Linked DNA regions of Lactuca sativa: region 2 is linked to region 1. The links are chromatin contacts, called in public Hi-C maps. All regions are on one chromosome and are shown on one strand. The core of a region is the stretch at or near the end of the contact, and the rest is flanking DNA. Distances in the headings are between cores, read along the strand shown. Region 1 holds the start of LOC111882377 (expansin-B3). Region 2 holds the start of LOC111879329 (tetraspanin-19).

The links. Hi-C and Micro-C count contacts between places; a contact is called where the count stands out from the background.
Region 2: a Hi-C map of leaf shows a contact between it and region 1, with 5 times the contacts expected there. The contact joins the promoter of LOC111879329 here to the promoter of LOC111882377 in region 1. A contact is called at or near these places in 3 of 4 Hi-C or Micro-C datasets (leaf and seed).

The regions. Positions count from the first base shown.
Region 1 is chr8:228,398,415-228,402,437 of Lsat_Salinas_v11, reverse strand. LOC111882377 (expansin-B3) reads left to right here and starts at 2,018. Exons shown (of 4, transcript XM_023878734.3): 1 at 2,018-2,354; 2 at 2,568-2,874; 3 at 3,960-4,023. The coding sequence starts at 2,168.
Region 2 is chr8:228,891,888-228,895,910 of Lsat_Salinas_v11, reverse strand. LOC111879329 (tetraspanin-19) reads left to right here and starts at 2,203. Exons shown (of 7, transcript XM_023875782.3): 1 at 2,203-2,353; 2 at 2,506-2,688; 3 at 3,253-3,352; 4 at 3,572-3,652; 5 at 3,755-3,859; 6 at 3,994-4,023. The coding sequence starts at 2,546.

The DNA.
Region 1 (4,023 bases), core at 769-3,268:
ACATAGATCCAACTCTAGGGTTACATGCACACATAGGATTGTTTGTATAAAACCCATCATTTAGATGGTTGGGTTAAGGTGGGAAGCTAACAAAACCGGATGGGTGGGTTAATGTACTGCTTCGTGCGATGGACCAACAAACCCGGATGGTTGGGTTGAGACTCTATGTCAACAAACCCAGGATGGTTAGGTTGAGGCCATGGGCCAACAAACCCTATACGCATGCACTGTAATTGTATTTCTGATGCGTTTGGTATTTTGGAAAACTGACTATGCTTAGGCTTACAATTTAATTTCATGGTTTCAGGTACATCAAATGATCGGGGAAAGGTGAATGCGCGATTGTGCACATAATCCTTGGATATTTTATTTATAAATTATTTTGGAATACTCTGATTAACGATTATGGATTTTGAAACAATGTTTTGAATGATTTATGGATCTTTAAAATGGTTTTAAAAATAAAAATATTTACTATGATTTTTGGGATGTTACACCTATCACCTGGTGCACCAGCCAAAACATTACCTAACATCCTCTGTCTCTATACCTGCTTTCCAATATTGGCCTCGCCAATATCAGCCATATTGTCGGTAGAACTCAAGATCGCTTTTACGTTTAGTGTGGGCCCTGCTAAACATGGTGATCATGCTCTCCTTAATGTCCTCTACAAGCTTAGATGAACTGGCCTATAGGCTCTTTGACAAACTTGGCTTGGAGGAGTTCACCAAGGGATCCTCAAGAAAAATGAGTGTCGTCCATAACCAAAGTATTTTCTACTTGCATCTCTTAAGGTTGCTCGGGGAGAGTAATGTATTCGACTATACTCCACACCTATTTCAAAAAAGACAAACATAAACGAAATGATTTATCAAATCTATTTTTTACTTTTAAAATGGGGGAGAAAAGAACATAAATAAACTTTTCAAGTGAAACGAACCAACTACTCGCAAGATGATTGTTATTTGCTAAATAGGATCCTATCAAAGGATGTTGGGAAATCTACAGCGTTGATGTTTTCTCTTCAACATGAATCGCAGTATTAAAGAATTTTTAAGATGTATGTTAGTTTTTTTCTACGATAACCTTCATCTTAGACATATAGAGTAAATGGCGACAGGGTTAGGCGAAATTAGGTTCATTGCTACGATTTAGTAATAAAATTTATGACTGCAAGTATGTATTGTTGAACGACACGCTGAGAACAATCAAATCAATAATACTCGCCAGGAAATAATGGTGATAGTGAATCATTAATACTATCTAAAATAGTATATGTGAAGAGTAGAATAATCTTGCTAAACATTATCGGTTTGCTTTATGTCAAATAAAGGTCCCTTGCAAGTTTGTGTTCAAATTTACGTGGAAACTTATGACCATTTGGTTCAACACAAAGAATAACCTATCTTTGGTCGAGCGAATCACTCTCTTCACCCCCACTCCGTATCAACTAGGGAATTTGTTTTTTAGTTTTTAAACACAAAATATGCTATTTCAAAATAAGATCATTATAATATAACCAATAATTCAAAGGCTTAATGAAAACAAGTTTGCCTTTGTGAAAGCTCTAATATACATGATAATTTTTGTGCAAAAACATGTTGAAAAAACAAATGTGAATAAGGTATATTTTTCATTTTAATACCGGAAAGATAACTATTAATATAAAGGTAAAGTTGCAAAAAGAACCGTGATCACAAACCCCCATAAAGAAAAACCGGTTTAGAATCATCCAACAAATCTTTAACGATTAACGATACATAAATAACAATATAATATTAAAAGAAAATGAGCAACCCAAACCCGACCCGACCTTACCGACACCCAGCAGTGAATAGTCCGGATTTGACGCCTTAACTGCCGGTAGGACCCATACAAAAGGGAAAATGGTACGACCGTAAATAACTGAAGTCAGCAAGGGTATAACTGTAAATTCATCCTTACAATCTCCAGTGTATGTTACCCGTGTTTCCTTTGTCGCCTTTTTGAGCCTCGTTATATACCGATGTGAAAAGCTCAGTCCTAACACCGTGGAAATCCAACTCTGTAAACCCAGTGTCGGCATTCTCTCTCTCTCATCTTTTTTCTCTCTCTAAAACTTGTTTGTTATACGTACCTCGTGTACTCCGCCGCCGGCCGACACGGTGGTTGTGTTTTTCCTTCCACGATGGCGCTTATATCATACACCAACAGCTACATTGGCAAAATATGTGTTGCTATGACGTGGTGGTTTGCGGCTGTGGTGTTTCAGAGTTTGGAGATCTCCGGTGGGCCGATTATGAACTCCGTCAACTCACATTGGCGTCCGGCCACCGCGACGTGGTACGGCAGTCCAGAAGGCGATGGAAGCGATGGTAATTTCATTAATTTTACTAATTTTACTAATTTCAGTAATTTGAGTGATTTGATTTCTGTTTAAAGCAACAAATCTAGTTTTTTACGCAGAAGTGACTTGTCCTCTATGCTTCTTTGATTTGTACATTTCTGTTCAATTTGTTGACTGAAATCAGTGAATGAAACCTGAGTGAGTGTGTGTAAATTGTAATAATGTAATTCCACTCTCGTAGGTGGCGCGTGTGGATACGGATCTCTGGTTGATGTGAAGCCATTTAGAGCGCGTGTAGGAGCAGTGAGTCCAATTCTGTTTAAGGCGGGTGAAGGATGTGGGGCATGTTATAAAGTCAAGTGTTTAGATAAATCAATCTGTTCTCGCCGGGCGGTGACCGTTATTATCACCGACGAATGTCCCGGCGGTTACTGCTCCGGCGGAAACACCCATTTTGACCTCAGCGGCGCCGCCTTTGGTCGCATGGCGGTTTCCGGCGATCACAACCAGCTCCGTAACCGCGGCGTACTGAACATCGTTTATCGCCGGTATTCACGCAGTCCTTTAACGGCTTTTAGTTAAATTAACAGTCGTTTGTTTTTCTTTTTGGTCAGTTTGGTTTCAGATTTTTATTAAAAAATACATATTTTTAATTAACGTGGATCAATCTTTCTATAAATGCTACATGGCCCCCACCACTATTCAAAAATGACAACATCCACCCCTTAGTTTTTATTTTTTATAACTAATTAGTTCTTACAACATGTACTTTCAATATATGCTAAGAGACACTTTCACCATCAAAATCTTTATAAAGTTAAAAAAAAATCTGAATAATTTTTTAATCCCTGAAACTCATCACATTGTTATAAGACCTTTAAGTTTGTTCGCACAGTGAGCAAACTTAAAACTGTTGAAAACTAAATTTAATATTTCTAAAATTATGTTATATTGTTATAACAGTTGTAAGTTTATTCACATAGTTAATAAACTTAAAATTGTTTAAAACTAAATTTAATATCTTTAAAATTATGTTATAGTTATAACAATTTTAAGTTTGTTCACACGGTGAATAAACTTAAATTGTTTAAAGTTAATATATATATATATATATATATATATATATATATATATATATATATATATATATATATATATATATATATATATATATTATGTTATATTGTTATAACAGTTGTAAGTTTATTCACATAGTTAATAAACTTAAAATTGTTTAAAACTAAATTATGTTATAGTTATAACAATTTTAAGTTTATTAAAATTATGTTTATATATATATATATATATATATATATATATATATATATATATATATATATATATATATATATAATTATGTTATATTGTTATAACAGTTGTGAACAAATTTAAAACTATTTAAAACTAAATTTAATATTTCTAGAATTATGTTTATATTGTTATAATAGTTTTAAGTTTGTTCACATCGGTTGAACAAACTTGAAACTGTTTAAAACTAAATTTAATCTCTTTTTTAAAAGAGAAAATTTAATATCTTTAAAATAATGTTATTGAATTACACCGATCTACTTAACATAATTATTATTCCAAATACATATTAATTATTTTTATCTATTTTTTATATAAAATATAGGACACCATGCAAATATCCAGGAAGAAACATTGCATTTCACGTAAACGAAGGATCTACAAATTAC
Region 2 (4,023 bases), core at 954-3,453, 490 kb before region 1:
GTGAGGTTCATTTTTCTCCAAAATGAAACCTTTTGACCCCTTGAAACCCTAATTCGATTCGTCCTGGAAAAACGGGTGTTACTCCCTCTCTCTCTTCTCTCTCTCTCTCTCTCTCTCTCTCTCTCTCTCTCTCTCTCCCTCTCTCTTTCTCTCTCTCTTTCTCTGCATAACCTATATGTCACACTCCTATTGTCTTGTCAATTTTTTCAGCCACTTTGATTTTCGACAATAACCTTTTTTTTTTTTGATAAAAAAATTTCTTAAAAAACAAAGTTCTTAAAATTTAATTCTCTACAAAATGAGTATAATTATTAAAAATTGATTTTTTTTTTTAATTTTAAATTTAAAAAAAAAAACCCATATTTTTTTTTCCAAAAATCATGAAAATTTAAGGGAAACTTCTACTCAATATACTAGCGATTTTATAAAAAGAAAATTAAAAATAAGTTTTTGAAGTGATCATATTTTAAGTTTAATAAATACTAGTTTTTATAAAATATAACAATTTTTTATACAAATTCAAAAAAAAAAAAAAAAACAAATGACAAAATTATTCCTAATACTATTTTAATTAGTTTGTAAAACAAAATTTTCATAAAATATTATTATTTTAAGGAAACTTACAGTTTGTTTAAATGAATTGAACTTTTTATAAAAATAAAACATGGAAATTTTCTTTCTTCAAATTAAAAATCATTTCAAATATTTATTATATATAATATATTACGAACTTTTTGAAAATAAAACTTAAAAAATAAGGTTATTTAGATACTAAACTTTATTTTAAAAGATTTATGTGGTTTTAAAAAAATGTTGAATATAATATGATCTAAAACGAAAAGATTCAAAATATTTATGATTCAAAAAAGTTATGATTCAAACATGTTTATGGTCTTTAATTTGTTATGATATAAAAATATTTTTATTCAAATATTTTATGATATTAATTATATATTTTATGATTTAAAATGTATAGTGATCTAAAATTTATCACGAACAAAAATTGTATTTAATTGAATATATTATTGATCCAAAATCACGTGATTAGAAAATGATATCATCCAAATTACTATGATTGAAAATAAATTGATATAAAATTTTATGACACAAAAATAATATAATCCAAAATTAATATAGCCAAAAAATATTATAATATTTAATATCTTTATGATTCGAAACTTTCATAATTGTTAAACATCAAAAACTTGAACCCGTATTTAGTTCAAAAAATTAAAAAAAAACACAAGTAACTTTAAAGATGTACTAAATGGACGATGAAAACCTAGCAAATCGATTTAGATGCAAATCGAAAAATTGGTTGTGAAAACATACACATACGAATAATGATCCATATAAAGATTGGTGATTAAAAACCTAGAAACCGGTTGTGAAAACACACAATAATGAACATACACATACGAATCTTGATCAAGATATAGATTCTTCAACGAAAACCTTGTAATAGTAGGAGAAGAAAGGAACAATTTCTAAAAAATGATGGGAGGCATGATTTTGAATATCGATTTCCGGGTTGTTTCCAATGCGAGGTTTATTGATCTCTAATCCATGTCGTTGTCGTTCATGGCCACCATGAATGTGCATATGTCCGGTGACTTTCATTAGTTGCCACTTTGAGTTTTCTATTTCCTACATATGCCTTCATCAGCAATCGCTCATGAGCTTTATTTGTTTCCTTCAACTTTCTAGGTTTTCACTAACTTTGAGTTATTACGAGGAAATGTAATGATATAGAAAGGGGGTGTATGGTGGATGGGTTATTTGAATATGAGGTTTATGTAATCAATTTCGATTTTTGGTGTTGGGCATAGATATCTTTGATTCGGGTGTTTGTCGATTTCATATTAGTTTTAAAACAAAATTCGTTAGAGTGCTCTTCACTAGAAAAAGTATTGGAGATCGGTATAAAGGTGATGAACTTAGTATGTGAAAATATAAGAGAGAGAGAGATTATTTATTTGTTTTTATTTTGTAAATATTAAAATATATGTTAAAAAATATAAAATAAAAAAAATTCAAGTCATTTTTAAATTTATCAAGGACTAAAACCACCAAAAAAAAAAATCCAATTACACTAATAATATAAATTAAAATTTTTATACTAGTAAAAAAATACACATGTTTTTACAAACCATAAGACCAAATTCGCACTTTAATCTATTTTTTATGCAACAAAATTTCCAAATATCATTTTTTACACACGTCAACAGGTGTATCTGAATTTGATATACGATAAGTCAAAATTGGGTTTTTATTTGACTTTTACAGATAGCCGCCTCACCCGAAAATCAAGAGCCCTTCTGATCGGCGGCACTGCCGGCGGAGCCGTTATTAGGTCTAGATTTACTCCTCCAATTCTCCTTCAATATCGATTCAATTATTGTTTCTTCATAGACGCCATCAGCTCATCACTGTGGATCACCCCCTGTTCTCCTAACCCTAATTGTAATCTTAGGGTTTGCGATTTGTGTTTCTCTTTTCTTGTAGGGGGTGATTGTTGAACCAATCCAATCATTTTTTGACAAAAATGGTGAGGAGTTGCGTTCAATCGTTGCTGAAACTGGTCAATTCGTTCATCGGAATGTTAGGGATCGCGATGATCATTTACGGCTTGTGGATGATTAGGGCTTGGCAGCGGCAAATGGACGGCTCAGATTACCCTACTCCATGGTACAACATCTCTTTCACGTTTTCACCGAGAAAAAGCTTTTACTTAATTGTTAATTGATTACATTATTTCTATCTAATCTAGTCAAACACATTCAGTTCATAATTACGATTCGATTGGGTATCAAACTCCCTGATTTTATGCTTAATTTGAATCATAATCGAAAAAAAAGATGGAAGTGATATGATTGCAAGAATCTTGCTATGTGGAAAACGATGAAAAAGCTTTTCTTTTTCAAAAAGTCAGGCTGTTAAATGCTAGCATTTATGTCATTCTCAACTTTTATTTATGAGGAGGCTTCATGGGGTCTGTAGATTGTGGTCAGTTTTGTTGTACCTTTTTAAAAAAAAATTTTATTAAAGTTTGATGATTAAATTTTAAAGTATATATAACATCCTAAAAATGCGGAAATAATAACTTTAAAAAACTAAATTTTAATGACATAACCAAAAGATCCCCGAACATGAGAGTGTCCTAACAATAAGGAGTTGACAATACATTACATAGGTTTTTTTTTTTCTTGGAAAAGACCTAAATACCCTTTCTTTATAACTTTAACAATGTAGGTTCATATACGCCACGCTTGGACTTGGTGCAACTTTGTGTGTGATCGCATGCTCCGGTCACATCGCCGCAGAGACCGCAAACGGATGTTGCCTCTATTGTGTATCCTTATTTTAACGTTACTCTATAAAAAAATTATTTTTTCAGTAACCCTGAGCTGACCCACAGAACCTGTTCCAAAAACATCATCTCAGATGTAAATAAGTGGCCCGCCAGATAGCTGACATAAAAGTCCAGAGCCCACATTGGATATATATGACAATAGTGCAATAGTTTTAGTAGAAATGAATATTACGATTAATGGCCTTAACATGAATGTAGTATTTGGTCTTTATCTTTTTGCTTTTGATGGTGGAAGGTGCGGTCACAACGGATGTATTTCTAAACCGGAATTGGGAAGAGGTACTTTCTAGTGACGAAAGCTTTACAGTTCTTTACCCATAATAGCAATGTACTTACATTTATTATTTTCTTTATATAATATTATTATTTTCATGATTTCAGGACTTTCCGAAAGATCCAAGTGGGAATTTCCATGAGTTTAGGGATTTTATTAAGGAGAATTTCGATATATGCAAATGGGTCGGCTTGTCCATTCTTGGTGCTCAGGTTCGTGTGTTGACGTCATCTAAAAATATTTGCGGCGTTTAGTTTGTTAAATATACCGAAATATTTTTTAATTTTTTTTTTAGAACGGTAATTTAAATATTTTTAATTTTTATTTTTATTATAATTAATGGCAGGGGTTGTCTATATTTTTGGCACTCATTCTC